4 separate regions of the Sus scrofa genome follow, and regions 2, 3 and 4 are each linked to region 1. A link is a contact called in public HiChIP or PLAC-seq and promoter capture Hi-C data. All regions are on one chromosome and are shown on one strand. Each heading gives the region's core, a stretch centred on a gene start, on an enhancer-like site or on the middle of the called end of the contact. The rest is flanking DNA. Distances are from core to core; before and after follow the strand shown.

Region 1 (3,524 bases), core at 657-3,156:
GTAGACTTAAAGTCAAGGAGTTGCATGAGATTCACTTGGGAGGGAGTAAAATAGAAAAGAGGATAAGAACTGAGCCCTGGAGCACTACAACATTTAAATATTGAGCCAAAAAGGAGAAATCAAAGGATTTTGAAAAGGAAGCCAAAAGAGGGAATAAGAAAATCGAGACCATAAGATACTGAAGAAAGTTCGGAAGGGAAAGTGTTTCAAAAAAAGGAAGCTTGTCAACTGTTGGCAGTTCTGCTGAGAGGTCAATTTAGATAAGACTAGAGAATTGGCAATTGACTTTGGAAACCTGGGCATCATTAGTAATCTTGATAAGTGATCTAGGTGAGGGAATTCCAAGCTGGATCAGAGTTGGCTGAGAAGTGAATGTGAAGTGAGGAAGTGGGGAAACAAGCACTGTACAGAGCTCTTGAAAAACCTTTTTCAGAATTTATGCAGTGAGGAGAGCAGAGAAATTGAGCAGTTCTGATTTTGCAGTCATGAACGTTTGTTTTGGATGGGAGAAATTTCAGTATGTTTATATGCAGATAAAAGTAATTTAATAAGAAGTTCCCTTGTGGACAGTGGGTTAAGGATCCCAGTTGCCACAGCTCTAGCGGGGGTTTGACTCCTGGCCCGGGAACTTCCACGTGCCATGATGCAGCCAAAAAAAAAAAAGGTAATCTAATAGAGAGGGCAGAAAAATAATGATGCTGGATGCTGGAGGCAGGGTAGAAGTAAAATCCTTAGGAATGTGGGAGAGAAAAAAAATCCAGATCCAGTAGAGGGATTGGCCTTCATAGTTGCAGGGACACTTCATTCATAATGACCCAAATGCTACTATGCCTATGTGTAGTTTTGGTAGTGAGAAGACAAGGGACTTAGTATTTGGTTTATTTTCCATCAGATATGAGACAAAGTTGAGCAGTAAAATGTGGAGTTTGGGAGGAGGAACAGGAGGCTTTTAGAAGAGAGGAAAAGGTGTGAAATAATTCTTTTATCATGTCTACTTAAATGGTTTAGTGGTGAAAGCCCTTCCAGTATTAAGCACATCTTCTCCCAACCCCGTTTTCTCTCACTGGACCGTTTGCTCATTTTTGGTATTCTTCGCCATTTGTAATTGTATCTTTATTGGTTAACTTGTCTGTTTCCTTCATTAGAGAACTACTGAAGGCAGGGACTTTATTGTTTTTAACTTCCCAACGTATATATATCAACATAGCCCCCAGAAACAGGGCTGGTACAATGTCACTAAATAATTATTTGTTAAAACAAAAAATGAACTTCAGAATTTTGTCTTAGGGTAACTTCTTTTAAGTACTTGTTTGGGCAAGTCACTTTTCCCCTCTGAGTTTTTATATCTGAATATATATACCACAGGAATTGTAATCTCTTCCTTGCCTGCCTCACCGCGTCGTCATGAGGAGGATCTGAGCTAATGAACCTGGAAATGCTTCATCAAGTGATCCTTAAAGATAACGGATTGTTATTTTTAGCCCACGTGTAGCATCGCAGGTAGCAGGTGCTGAAAAGGACTTGCTGATTGGGGGAGAGGGGCATTATTGTTTCCTGAGACTGCAGGCAAAGAAGCTTTGCAGAATGGTTCCGCAGGCCGCGGAGGGGCGGGTTTCAGGCCAGCAGCCCTCTGTCTCTGGCCTTTCCCCTAAGGCGCTGGCCTGGCAAGGATGGGGGGCAGGGAAGCAGAGGGGGGGAGTAACTGTCAAACCTCCCCGCTTGGCGCCATTATTTAAATAGTACGTGGCTGTCTCGCAGCTGTACGTGCCCGGGGCGGGGCTGCGAGCACGGGGAGCGGGGCGGAGGCCGGGGGTGGGCCAGGGAGGTGGAGGGGCAAGAGGGGACGGACCGGGGCGGGGCCAGGCTGGCTAGAGGGGCGGGCCTAGCGGCGGCCCCCGACGAGATTCACTGCGCTTGCGCTGACAGACGCAAGATGGCGGACAGTGCGGAACTAAAGGTAAAGCGCAGCTCGAATTCACTTCTAATATTCGGCCGCGGAGACGGCGCGGCTGGTGCCAGGGGGAATGGGTCCGACCCTGGGGGGCCGCTCGAGCCTGACTCCATCCAGGCCTGGAGTTGTAGGGAGGAGCGGCGCGCCCGGCCCTGGCAGAGGGGGCCCGGCAGCGGCGGGCCGCGGGCCCCGGGTGCCTCGGGGGCGCTGACGGGTCGTCCCCGGCGTGTTATTGTTGTGGGCGCCTCTGGCGGGGGTGGCGGGGGAGGAGATCGGGAGTCGGGAGGTGGGGGCCGCGGCTGTCCTCGGGGCTCGGCTTCTTCACCTTCCAGTCAGCCTCCCCGCCCCCCGTGGGGAGCGGGGGCAGGGTGTTTGTGTAGGGGGGATTGGGAAAGCTCCTCGCCGCCGCTTCCTCTTCCTCCTTTGCAGTCCCGGGCTCCTGTCAGGCGCTCTCCCCAGACCCCCGGGAACTTGGCTCCGGCCGCCCCGCCCCTCCGTGGCTCCCTGCCGCCCCCGCCCGGGACTCGGCTCTCCCCGGCCGCCCGCCTGTCAGGAGGCGCTTGGGGTGCCCCACTGGTGGACAGCAAGATCCTGGGGGCTTAGGGGTGGGGATGTGGGGAGAAGCTCCGCTAAAGTTTAGTGAACCCCGGGCTGGCGTTGGGGTTCGACAGGGGGGTTAGCGGGGGAGTTTGTCGGGGCGGGACGGTACTCTTTCTGATTCTGGGCAGCGGCGGGGCTTTGGGGGTTGAAACCCCCTCGGAGGGTGTGTATTTGGAAGCAGTGGTAGGTGGTGGGAAGCAACTACTCCCCCTTCTTCCCTTTTGGCTGGTGTGGAGGGTGAGAGGAGCCTTCGGGGGTCTCTGCACACACCATGATGGCGATGCTATAGCTGATGGAGGTGAATGGTTCGTGTTTATATCCCCCCGTTGCCTTTTGTTTGTAGGGACATCTTGCTGGCCATGTTGATTTGAACGAAATTCTCCCCTCGTCCTACTTCAACTCCCAATAAATAGAACGTTCCTCCGTTCCTTTCAACTGTACCAGTTACTCACGCCTCGCGAAATTGGATGAAAGGGTGCCCCCTTTTCCCCGCTTTTTCTCCCACCCCAAGCTTCTTTACCTGATGATGGCTTCTTTACTGAAGCAGATACACCACTACACAAGCAGCTGGGGAAGGGGGGGTGGAACCCTCCTGATTGGATTGTGACAAATGGGGCCCCGCTTGAATAATTTTGCTTTAGTACCAATCAGTTTTTAACTAACGAGTATTATTTCGAGGCTGTGAACGCGATATTCCCTTCTCTGTGGCTTCCTGTGTGTGAACCGAGCAGCTGGTCGTATCTTGACCCAGAGAACTGACATCTCTGTCAGAATGGAGATGGGATATACAGTTGTAAATCTTTGGGGAGAGTTGTCGTTTTATAATTAATAAAAATTACTTAAAAATTATCTCTGTTACAATGAAACAACTTCCAGAACAACCAAACGTCAGGTTTGTCTCTGGAGTTTTCCAGTGGAAAGCTTCCCTGGGAAATCGTTTTCCACAATAATTTTTCACTGCTAACATTCCAAA
Region 2 (3,524 bases), core at 364-2,863, 170 kb before region 1:
GGTGAAGGAGGAGCTGGGCAGGAAGAGAAACAGAGTGGGGGCCATAGAGAGAGACAGATAGACAGCCTGGCTGAGAGACATGGTAGCCGAATCCCACAACTGCCCTGGGCCTTCCCGAGACTTGACCAGGGGACCTCACTGTATTTTCACAGCCTCCACCCTGCCTTTCTAGGGGTAAATCCCAACACTTTTCCTGGGTGAGTCCAGCAGGTCACTGATACGCTCCATCAGACCAAAAGCCATGACTGAGCAGGTCATTTCTGCTGCTGGCTCAGTTCCTCTCTTGCACAGTAACTTTATGATTTTATGCTTAGAGGGAACTTTAAACTGCAGGTTGGGGACTCTTTGTTGTTTCGTATCAGCAGGTTGGAATCTTGTCTCACTACTAAAATCCACAGATGCATGACCTGGGCCTCGCTATGCTCACCTCTTAAGTAGTCTGTGCCATTTATTATGAGAGCGTTGAGTTTTATCTGAGTCCTGTGCTCTTGAAAGGCAGGGAGGAATAAGAAACTCCCCACCTCCTTAAGTTCTGGGGAAACAGGACCTCCTTGCTCTCGCATATGCCAAGAAAACAACCCATGTACCTCCTTTGTTGCTATTCCCATGAGACTGGCTGATGACTCCCTGGTCACCTGCCTCTCTGAAACCTTAGGCGACTTCCTTTTCTTTAAGACATTTGGGGAGTTCCCATCGTGGCTCAGTGGTTAATGAATCCGACTAGGAACAATGAGGTTGAGGGTTCGATCCTGGCCTTGCTTAGTGGGGTAAGGATCCGGCGTTGCCATGAGCCATGGTGTAGGTTGCAGACGCAGCTCAGATCGGGTGTTGCTGTGGCTCTGGCGTGGGCCAGCAGCTACAGCTCCGATTAGACCCCTAGCCTGAGAATCTCCATATACCACGGGAGTGACCCTAGAAAAGACAAAAAAAAAAAAAACCCAAAAAACAACAAAAAAAAAACCCACCAGACATTTGGTGTTCATGCCCCTTCTCCCTATTCCAATAACTGGAATAAACTCTTCATTGCCTAGGGCTTTTTGCTTTAACGATTACCATAAATTGTAATCATCCACTGGGTGAGACATCTGGAGTCCCAGGTTCCAGTCCTGGTTCACCTAGGCCTGACCTCCCCTTTCCGGCACGTTTCAGTTTTGGTTGGAACTGGCTAAGGGCTCTTTAGTTTCAGGACGTGTGAATGGCAACTCAATCCCTACAGCCCACAGCCCCTGCGCGAGGAGGCGGGGCCTATCAAGCAGCTGTAACATGTGCACGCCGCCACCAGGGGGCGGCGGCTCCGCAGGAGAAGGCCCTCGCCTCTGCTCTGGCTCGCTCTTGCAGAGCCTTTAAAATCCACTTTGGAGGTGGACGCAAGGCAGCGTTTTGAGCCCTCTAGTGCTTTCCTCTGCTACACGCCGCTGCACTCTAGGCATTTGTTTTTTTGCTTCCACCTCCAGAGATTCCTCCTCCGCAGATGCCAGTCAGAAGACTCTCGAGTCAGCCCAAGCGGGGTTCACAAGTCAGTTTCGAGCTTCTAGGTTTCTAGAGCTTGCCTGGAGACCACGTCCCTTCCCTTCGCGCGGCCCTCCAGCCTCCTTTTCTACTTAAGTTGAAGAATCTCTCCGGCTGCAGGGAAATGGAGAGGCAGAAGGGAGGAGCCTGAAGAGGACTGATTTAGGGGCAGCACTTAACCAACCGGTCACAGCCGTCAGCATTTGTAGCATCGCGGTGTCCCCGTAAACTGGGCAAGGCAAGAGCTGTAACGGCCATCTGAAGGATGGGGAAACAGACTCTCAGAGAGCAAAAGTGGTTAGCCTCTGGTCACACAGCTAGTAAATGGCTTCTGCCAGAACGCAGTTCTCCAGGTCCTAAACCCGGAGCCCTTGGGGTGGGTGGCCAGGACCAGAGATGGTTCACCACTTGGAAAGGGGCCCTGGACATCCCTCAGGACAGAAACCAAAGTGCAGCCTCCCAAAAGGACCCAGATTAGCGAGTTTTAAGTATTGACATGGTAAGATGATCACGTTTGCTTTTTCAAGTGTATATGTCTACATTCGCAATGGAAAAGCAAATATAAATACCAAAGCCAAATACGAATTAAAGGCAAATATTAAACAGCCAGACTGTCCACAGTGGACTCTCTCTGTGGTTGGAATAGCAGTAGTGGGTGGAGAGTTTTCATTTTCTCTGTATTGTTCCGATTCTTCAGTCCTCACATATATAAACTAGAAAGGAGAAGAAAAATTCGATATTTCTGTTGGACAAAAAAAAATAATACCTCCTTGTTAAAGAGTTGGAAAATAAAAAAGAGCATGAAGAAAATAAAATTCATCAGTTACCCTTGTTCTTCTTCCCTGTAGACATTGATGTTTTTCTTTCTAACTGGTTTCTTTCTTTACCTAACATGAATAACAGTGTTAATTGCAGAAGAATGTTGTGAAGATTGAGTGAGAGGCTGTATATAATAGCTAACATTCCAGAAGCGTTAGCCATTTTTATATATAACAAAATCTGCCCCGTACTGTATGTATTTTTTATACGCTGCTGTTTTCACTTATAACGTTGTTTCCCATGTTGGCTCTTCTTTAAGAATATTTTTAGTGACTGCACAAAATTTCATTATATTTAAGTAAACTTTATTGAACCTATCCCTGAATGTTGAAACTTTAGATTGTTTCCAATTTTTGCTGTTAAAATAACAGTGAGATTAACATCTTTAAACATCTCTCCTTGTCAGCATTTCTGATTACTTCCTTAGATGGATTTCTGGAGGTAGGATTACTGGGACAAAGGGTGCAAATATTTTTCAGGCTTTTGATTCAGTTTACCAAAGTCCTTCCCAGAAAAATCTTGCCAGTTTACACTCCCACCTGCAGTGCGTGAGAATGCCTGTCCCAAAGCACACAAAGGAGGGATTTTTTGGGGATGGGTGAGATTCAATTATGTTGCTGGAATGAGGAGAAGGATCCCTGTGGGGAGGGAGGGTTTAAATTTCAAGAGAGGAGTTCCTGTCATGGCTCAGTGGAAATGAATCTGACTAGCATCCATGAGGATGCAGGTTCGATCCCTGGCCTCGCTCAGTGAGTTAAGGATCCAGTGTTGCCATGAGCTGTGGTGTAGGTCGCAGATGCGGATCAGATCTGACGTTGCTGTGGCTCTGGCGTAGGCTGGCAGCTACAGCTCTGATTAGACCCCTAGCCTGGGAACCTCCATATGCCACAGGTGCAGCCCTAAAAAGATTAATAAAGAAAAGAAAAGAAAATTTCAGGAGAGAGAGAGGACGTCTAAAGGACCAAGGTCCCTGGGAGAAAAGGATGGTGTTTTGAAGCACATTTATAGGAATTGTCTTAGATTTAAGAAGGGCCACCTCATTGTCAGAAAGAGCTGTGATTGGGTGTGGATAAACTGCCTGTAAGTGGGTAGGTGAGAGTCAAGATTGCTCAATAAAGTAGAGGCTGAGGAGTTCCCGTTGTGGTGTAGCAGAAACAAATCCCGGAGTTCCCGTTGTGGCGCGGTGGTTAACGAGT
Region 3 (3,524 bases), core at 619-3,118, 170 kb after region 1:
CTACATGCCACCCTCATTAGCACCCTGGCTGGTGGGGAGCTCATGCAGAAATAAAGAGGGACATCACTTCTCAGCAGCCAGAATGGAGTAGTGAGAGCAGAAGCCTGAAATCAGAAGCCCTGGGGCTAGGCCCTGGTTCTTGTACAACAAATGATGTAACCTTCTCTAGACCTGTTTTCATATATACAAAATACAAAAAGACTGAGTAGGATTCTGCATGTGGAAACCCCACACTTGAGATAAAGTGCTGACCATATCTGATATTCACAGACCGTTCCAACTGGGCTATCCCAGTTTAAGGCTGACTCCTAAGTTGCAGGGGATCCAAAACAAGAGCTGTCCTTCAGTAGCGGAAGAAAGCTACTCTCAGCCAAGTGTCTCAGATTTCTTCCCTCAGCCCAAATCATACCACAGACTTCCTAAAATTGACTCTGAGCATGCTACTGCTCAAAAACCTGCCATGGCTCCCCTGTGCCCTACAGAACAAAAACTGCATCCTTAACCTGCCATTTAGGGTGAGGCAATTAAGGCACATAGGCCCAACATTTAAATAGGCGCAAGGGAGCCATGGAAGGTTTTTGAGTGTTCCAAGAGTGAGCGTCTCCTTAAATTTTGCACTCTAGGCTCTCATTCAGGTTCCAGCCTGCAACCAGTCTGCATCCTCCTGCCACTGTACACATGGAAAGCTCCAGCACCACTGCACCGCTTGCCTTTCCTCAAGCTGGAACAGCCTTTCTTCCCCTGTCACCTACTGAGTATTTTGAGATGCACCTCAAATGCTACTACCTCCAGGAAGTCCTCCAAGATAACCTCTCAGCCCCTGCTTGGATTCTGTCCCTCCCAGGTCCTTCTGGACTCTGGGACTCTCCGGCTTCACCTCATCCACCATTTCAGCGCCTGACACAGAGCGGGGCACACCAGAGATGCTTAATGAATGCCTGTAATAGGCAACGAATGTTTCGGGATGAAGGCAGAGTGGAGGGAAAGATTTAAAAGTTGCTTCTGGCAGAGCCTCCTTGCCTGCCCGCTTGCACGTCTCACTAGCGTCCTATCTTAATAAATCGATTTTTTCCCTGAAATAAAATAAAATAAAAATGACTTCTGTACCTTCCCCCGCCCCAAGTGCCTCGTCTCAACTAAATAAACCATTAACTTCTTCCCGAGAGAACAGCAACCTTGTGAGAAAAGCCCTTCCTCATTTTCTCCCGAGGGGAGCTTCCACACTTCGCTGTCTTTCATTTACATTCCCACATTCTTGGGTTCCTTGAGGCAAGGAGTGAGCCTCATGTTAACACCAGAATCCAACTCCTATTGATGGCTGAGGGGGCAGGAGAACTCGGGGTGGCGCCTGGGGCTTGCAGGAGCCTTGGGGACTCAAGTGAGCGGGGGTGTCCTCTAGGCTCACCACCCCCACCCCTCCAGGTTTCTTGGACCCCTGAAGACGTCCCTTAGCTGACAGACTGTCCCAAAGCCGGTCAAGGCTGCTGAGCCTCCCTGGGCGGAGGGCTCGCCCGGGAAGAGAAAGAGCGCGGAGGCGGGGCCCAGGCGAGTGGGCGAGAGAGCAGCTGCAGAGCCAGAGGGGGAAAGACCCATCCCGGGCTCCGCAGCCCCGGCGCCGCGATCCCGCCCGGTCACGTGGTGGGGCCGCGGTTCCGCTCCGCCGCCCGGCGCGCGCCCACCTGGCCTGCAGGAAGGAGGCGCCCGGCTGCGCGCCCGGGCCGCCCGCCGCTCCCGGTTGCTGCCGCCTCCGCGCCGCCGCTTCCATGGCTGCCCCGCCGGCAGGCCGGGCCCTCCACCACGCTGTCCCGAGCTGGAGACTGGCTCGGTGGGCCCGGCGGCCGCTACAACACAGGCCAACCGCTGGGGCGGGCCCTCGGGAGAGCGCGGAGAGGGGAGGTGCGGGCCGGAGGCGGGGCCCCGCGGGGCGGGGCGAACGGCGGGTGCTACTCCGAGACCGGTGGATGGAAAGGGAGGCGGGGCGAGCTCCACACGAGGAAGTCGGGGCGGGAGGTAGGTGGCGTCCCCAGCGGGGAGCGGGGGCGGAGGCAGAGGCAGGCGCACCCTGCCTCGGGCCAACTGGGGCTGGGATTTGCTGGGATCCGCTCCTGACAAGGGGCGGGAGGCTTTGCCTAGGCTGCCTGAGACTCAGATATTGGTCTAAGGCAGACTAAGCACGTGGGAAATGACTCACCCGACCGGAATGCTTCCCTGAGGAGGAGGCAAGGCGAGATTTCCTTTGTCCTTGGGGAGAGGGGTTCATGTCCTTTCCCCACTGTGCTACGCACCTTCATTCCGCAGATGGAAGATGTCGCGTCTGAAAATGTCAACTTTGTGGCACTTGACGCTAGGCATTAAATAAGCCGTGGGATAGGAAGGTCGGATGCACAGGAGCAGAGACTTTTTTTCCAAGCTGGGGGGCGGGGGCGTGGGATGACGCAGATTCCAATTCTGGCTTTGTCACGCTTGGGCTCAGTGGATTCGGAAAAGTTACTTCCTTCTCTCCCATTAAAATTTGTATTAACTCTTGCTGTGAGCAGCGCACTGCGCATACAAGAACAGATGAATCTTGCTGTAGTGGGGCTTACATTTGAGGGGTGGTGGGAGGAGGATTGGTAAGTGATGTGCTGGGGAAAGTACTGAGTATTGTGTGCGCAGAGACTTGGAGAGGGTGGGTTCAGACAGGCTTCTGGAGGACCCAGTGGGTGTGCTGTGGACCTGCAGCAAAGTCAATCTGCTGACACCAGGTTCTGGTGAAGGATAGAGGGTTTACTGCAGGGTACCAAATGAGGGAGTGAGAGACAAGCCTCGCTCAGTTCCACTCCAATTTAGTCATTGAGTTAGAGGAATTTTTTTTGTTTTGTTTTCCAAAAGAGAAGAGCAAAGAAGCTGTAATTAATCAGTGTCTTGTGACATTTGTTAATTGTAGTTTCAGGAATCAGGGTAGCCCTAGTTTAAAATTCTCTGGCAGGGTGATCCATCTTGCCCTGGAGAAACGACCTGGGTTTGTATATTCATCATGACATCTATAATAGTAATTTTTGTACATTAATGACTGTCAGTTGAAAAAAAGCACAACCTGAACGTTGAGAATTATGTTGTATTTGGGGACCTTCCTGAGGGTTATAGTGGCAGCTGGTAGCCTCTCAGATAGCTCTGAGAAACTGTTCCACCCACAGAGGTTAAGGGAGGAACCAGGATAATAGAAATTTTTGCTGAAAAAAAAAAAAAGAGTCAAACATCAGAAGATTACCATTAATCAAGTGCTTTTCTATTTTTTCTCTTTTCTACTTTTTCTGGACTCATTGAAATCATTCCTTTGATGTGTCCCTTAACTATCAAGGGCCATTATCCTGTTTTTCTCCATCCTTAATTCACCTCAGGGTGCACCTTCGGGGCAGCTGCCATGGCTCGTGACTTTATGGCTGCAACATCCTTTGTTTACTGAAATGACAGGTGACATTTTTTTGACCACTTGATGTTATCAACAGTAACAATTTTAGTCACCTGACTGGTTGATCAGTGTG
Region 4 (3,524 bases), core at 709-3,208, 140 kb after region 1:
AGACTCTGAGTTCTGCCAGCTCTTGTACCCTTTGCCAAACTCAGTTTCAATTTAACCGTGACAGGAGGTGGCATGCTGGTGAATGCAACTCTTTTCCCAATGACCATGTTGTCATTAAGCCTGATGAGTGACCTTCTATTAAACTATGTTACCTTTGCGCAAATTATATTCATTAAATGGAAATCTGTCAAATCTTCAGCACTATTGATTGCTATAAAGCTATCTTAAAATGTTTTGTAGCAGAGAGAGAGGTTGGAACATTCTTTCATCTTCCATTATTTAATGGCTGATTTTAACAACCTGCTCCCAAAAATTCCTAAAACTGTACCAGCTGGCTCAAGCTAGGCAGGGAAAGCTGGCTCCAGCACACATCTAGGTGACACCTAGGCCCCATGTCAGGTTCATGGCTGACATCCTCTGTCTCTCATGGCAGCCTGGTGAGGCAGTGTCTTTGTTCCCACTTCACAGATGAGACAACTGAGGCTCACAGGTGACTGGAGCCAAGATCTGCTGCCTCCAAGTTCCCTGGGTCTTCCCACTCCATCCAGCCACCCTATCTAATCATTCATTAAACATTTGTTGTCACTTTCTTTGTGTCACATATTAGGATACAAAGGGACTCACTCTTACCTTCTTCCTTCTGGGAGAGTCAGAGGCCCCAGAGGGATGGTCACTGAGGCTCAGAACCAGGTATTGGTGGGGTGATGGGGCTGCAGTGCAGCTGTCAGCCTCAGTGAGACTCAGCCAAGTCTTGCCTTGAGATCTGGGCAAGAGAAGCCCCTGCTCTGGGCCCTCTTTTGGGGTAAGGATATCCAGCGGTCTATGCAGAGGTGCCTACTGGGAACTTGCCATCCACCCACCCATTCTCCCTCTTAGATCAAGCTCCTGGTACCCAGAACTCGGGAATCCCTGCCCAGGCAAGCCTCAGTTTACCTCCCAACCTGAGCCCTGCTGGGCCTCCCCTATCAGATCTGGGCCCCTGCGTTCTGTGTAACCCAACTCTCTGGGCTTGGCCTTGGGAAACAGAACCAGGCACAGTGAGAAATAAAGGGGACCCGGGGGATAAAGTGCTCCCTACACCAAACTAGGCTTGGTCACAGGGCAGAGGGACCTCAGAGACCACTTAAGCTGATCCCTCTTTACAGATAAGGAGACTGAGGCCCTGAGAGTAGATGCAACCTGCCAGAGAATGCAGACCTGGGCCCTTTTTCTCAGCCAATGACAAAGCCCCTTCTTTTTTCAGGCCCTCAGCTGCAGCCAGTGGCTGGCATCTCTCGGTCCACCCCCTCTCCCCTTCCCTCCCTAAACCCAACCAGCAGGTTCTGGAGGAAAACCTAGTGAGCGCCCTCTTCCATCACTGTCTTGTAAATCACACTGACAACATAACACTGACATTTCCTTCCTCCAAGCCTTGCCCCTCCCCACTGCAACCTGCCTCCACCCAACAGCCATCCCCTTGCCCATGGGTGGGCCCAGCTCTCCCCCTGCCCTGAAGCCGAAGCTGTAGCCGCCTTCCTACCCACCAACAAAATGTGAGCAGAGCAACTCGCCTAATGAGACCCATATTTCGCTGTGAGTTGCTAGTGAAAAAGAAAACTCAACCTACCATTAATTTGGTCCTGGGAAAGAAACTTGGCCTGGAGCAGAGAGAGAAAAACCGTCAGGGAGGGACCCACGAACACCCCCTGCCCCTGCCAGGCTACAGTGACCCCTACTTACCATCACGCAGGGTCCTCCGGCTGCCACCCGTGCACTCTCTGTCCCCTGCACCGCCTTCTCATTCCTCTTCCTCTCCACTTCAAGTCAAAAGTCCACCAAGCTGGGTGGAGGCCCGGGTAATAAATCCACGGCTGCCATGGAGACCAGGCCCAATGCCAGGGGTCAGATTCCAGCTTCCTGTGCTCTGCTGATGTTCCAGGCCTGCCTGCTTGCCTCCCTGGGCCGGGTAGCAGCTTGGGGTTTGAGAGGCCAGAGCTGCACAAGGGCTTCCCCTTCATACAGTCCTGCATCCGGAAGTTGATGCTCTGTAGCCAAGGGACAAACGCTATTGTTCCTTCCTAGGAACCCTCTGTGGACACTAAGAAGGGGTTGGTGACACACAGAAGGGGATGCCAGGGTCTTTCTCTCTGGAGGCTGGTAGACTCCACCTAGGTGTCAGGCACTTGGCACACTGCCTTAAGGCTCTTCATACACCATCTTGTAGGTGAAAGAAAACCCGGCCCTGATGGCACCCCTGTGACAGCCACCTCCACCCCCAGAGTCAGGGGATGCTATGGACAGAAGGGACACAGGCCCTGCTGATCTCAAGCCATTTGCTGAGTGACCTTGGCATGTCATTACACTGCTCTGTGCCTCACTGTCCTAGCCGGACCTCATCATAGGGCTTTTTGAGAGTCAAAGGCCAGAGTGCTGTCAGTTCTCATGTGTGAGAGTTCCCTCCCCTCCTTCCAGGGACTCAGGCTGGGTCTGGGGGTGAGGGGTAGGTAACTGCACTGGGAGATCTGGCCCCAAGACAGGCTACCCAGGGGGCTTAGAAGGGGCCTCTTAGGTGACTTTCTCCACCAGGAAGCCTCCCACTTTCCTTCCTTTCCCTCCTCTTACCACAGCAGCCCCCACCCTTCCTGCAGAAGCTGCTGACTCCCCATTTCCTCAGTGGTGTGAGCTCTACCCCCACAGCTGCCCATAGCCCCTGAGGATGTGAGTGGAGCTGCTGGACCCGGCACAGCTGGGCTCTCCCCATTGGGCACCCAGATACCTGCTGTATCCTTGTCCACGGCTGGTGGCTGCCCGGCCTGGGGGCCCCAACTCCAAGGTCCACCCACCTTATTAGGACCAGCACAGAAGGCAGCACAGGTTGTGTGCAGCACCAGAGCTCCCAGCCCAGGGACAAGTGAAGCCTGCAAAGGGGCTGCACATGCACAGAGGAGGGACCTGTTGCTAATCTGTGGGGACACATGGACAGGTGGGGCCCTCCTTTGCCCACCATTCTCCCTCCCTCCTCCAACCGCCTCCATATGGAAGGTTCCCTTTACCTCTACACTATCAGTCACCTTCACACCCATTTCTAGACCTAGAGATGTTCAGCTGGAGGCTTCTGACCCCTCCCTGTTGGGGCTGAGAAGAGGAAAGTTTGGTGGAGAGCAAGAGAGGAGGGGAGCTTCTCATTAACAGCCTTGGGGTGGGGGGAGGTGGGGAAAGGAGATGGGACCATGGAAGTGCGAGAGGGGCACAGAGTGGCAGCTTGGGGGCCAGGGGGTTGGGGGGGCTGGAGTGTCCAGGCAAAAATGCACTCAGAATCGTCCTGCCTTTGGAAAGGGACTCTCAGGGGAGACGTGGCTGGGCTTCATCCAGCTAAGGGCCAGAGACACCAGTGATTTACTGGACAGGGCATCTTGTCTGAAGCCAAGTCCTGGAGTGGCACCCCACTGTGTATGGCAGATGGCAGGTAGGACATTTCTTGCTGGGGGGTGGGGGGGCATGGCAGAAGCTACTCTTTATAGGGGGAGTTGACATTGGGTTGGCTC

Evidence for each region. Promoter capture Hi-C pulls out the DNA fragments that hold promoters and counts their contacts. HiChIP or PLAC-seq counts read pairs in DNA pulled down with a chosen protein or histone mark.
Region 2: a contact with region 1 is called in a promoter capture Hi-C map of fetal skeletal muscle, with 4 times the contacts expected there. The contact joins the enhancer-like site here to the promoter of PIAS1 in region 1. A contact is called at or near these places in 2 of 5 promoter capture datasets (fetal skeletal muscle and liver), 5 of 47 Hi-C or Micro-C datasets (alveolar macrophages, brain, embryonic fibroblasts and 2 more) and 2 of 2 datasets of contacts at active chromatin or transcription factors (alveolar macrophages and skeletal muscle).
Region 3: a contact with region 1 is called in an H3K27ac HiChIP or PLAC-seq map of skeletal muscle. The contact joins the promoter of CLN6 here to the promoter of PIAS1 in region 1. A contact is called at or near these places in 1 of 5 promoter capture datasets (fetal skeletal muscle) and 2 of 2 datasets of contacts at active chromatin or transcription factors (alveolar macrophages and skeletal muscle).
Region 4: a contact with region 1 is called in an H3K27ac HiChIP or PLAC-seq map of skeletal muscle. The contact joins the promoter of CALML4 here to the promoter of PIAS1 in region 1. A contact is called at or near these places in 1 of 5 promoter capture datasets (fetal skeletal muscle), 1 of 47 Hi-C or Micro-C datasets (skeletal muscle) and 2 of 2 datasets of contacts at active chromatin or transcription factors (alveolar macrophages and skeletal muscle).

What each region holds. Positions count from the first base shown.
Region 1 is chr1:165,955,208-165,958,731 of Sscrofa11.1, forward strand. It overlaps PIAS1 (E3 SUMO-protein ligase PIAS1), which reads left to right and starts at 1,907. Exons shown (of 14, transcript XM_003121749.6): 1 at 1,907-1,957. The coding sequence starts at 1,934.
Region 2 is chr1:165,781,393-165,784,916 of Sscrofa11.1, forward strand. No RefSeq gene overlaps it. Among named protein-coding and RNA genes, the nearest start is that of SKOR1, 30 kb to the left of the region's middle. Within about 2 kb of position 1,614, at least 51 of the 83 cell types and tissues checked have an H3K27ac peak or open chromatin away from gene starts, as enhancers often do. A contact at or near this core is called in alveolar macrophages, brain, embryonic fibroblasts and 2 more, where this site is marked.
Region 3 is chr1:166,124,178-166,127,701 of Sscrofa11.1, forward strand. It overlaps CLN6 (ceroid-lipofuscinosis, neuronal 6, late infantile, variant), which reads right to left and starts at 1,869. Exons shown (of 7, transcript NM_001243614.1): 1 at 1,680-1,869. The coding sequence starts at 1,765.
Region 4 is chr1:166,097,836-166,101,359 of Sscrofa11.1, forward strand. CALML4 (calmodulin-like 4) reads right to left here and starts at 1,959. Exons shown (of 5, transcript NM_001244619.1): 1 at 1,720-1,959; 2 at 1,607-1,637. The coding sequence starts at 1,722.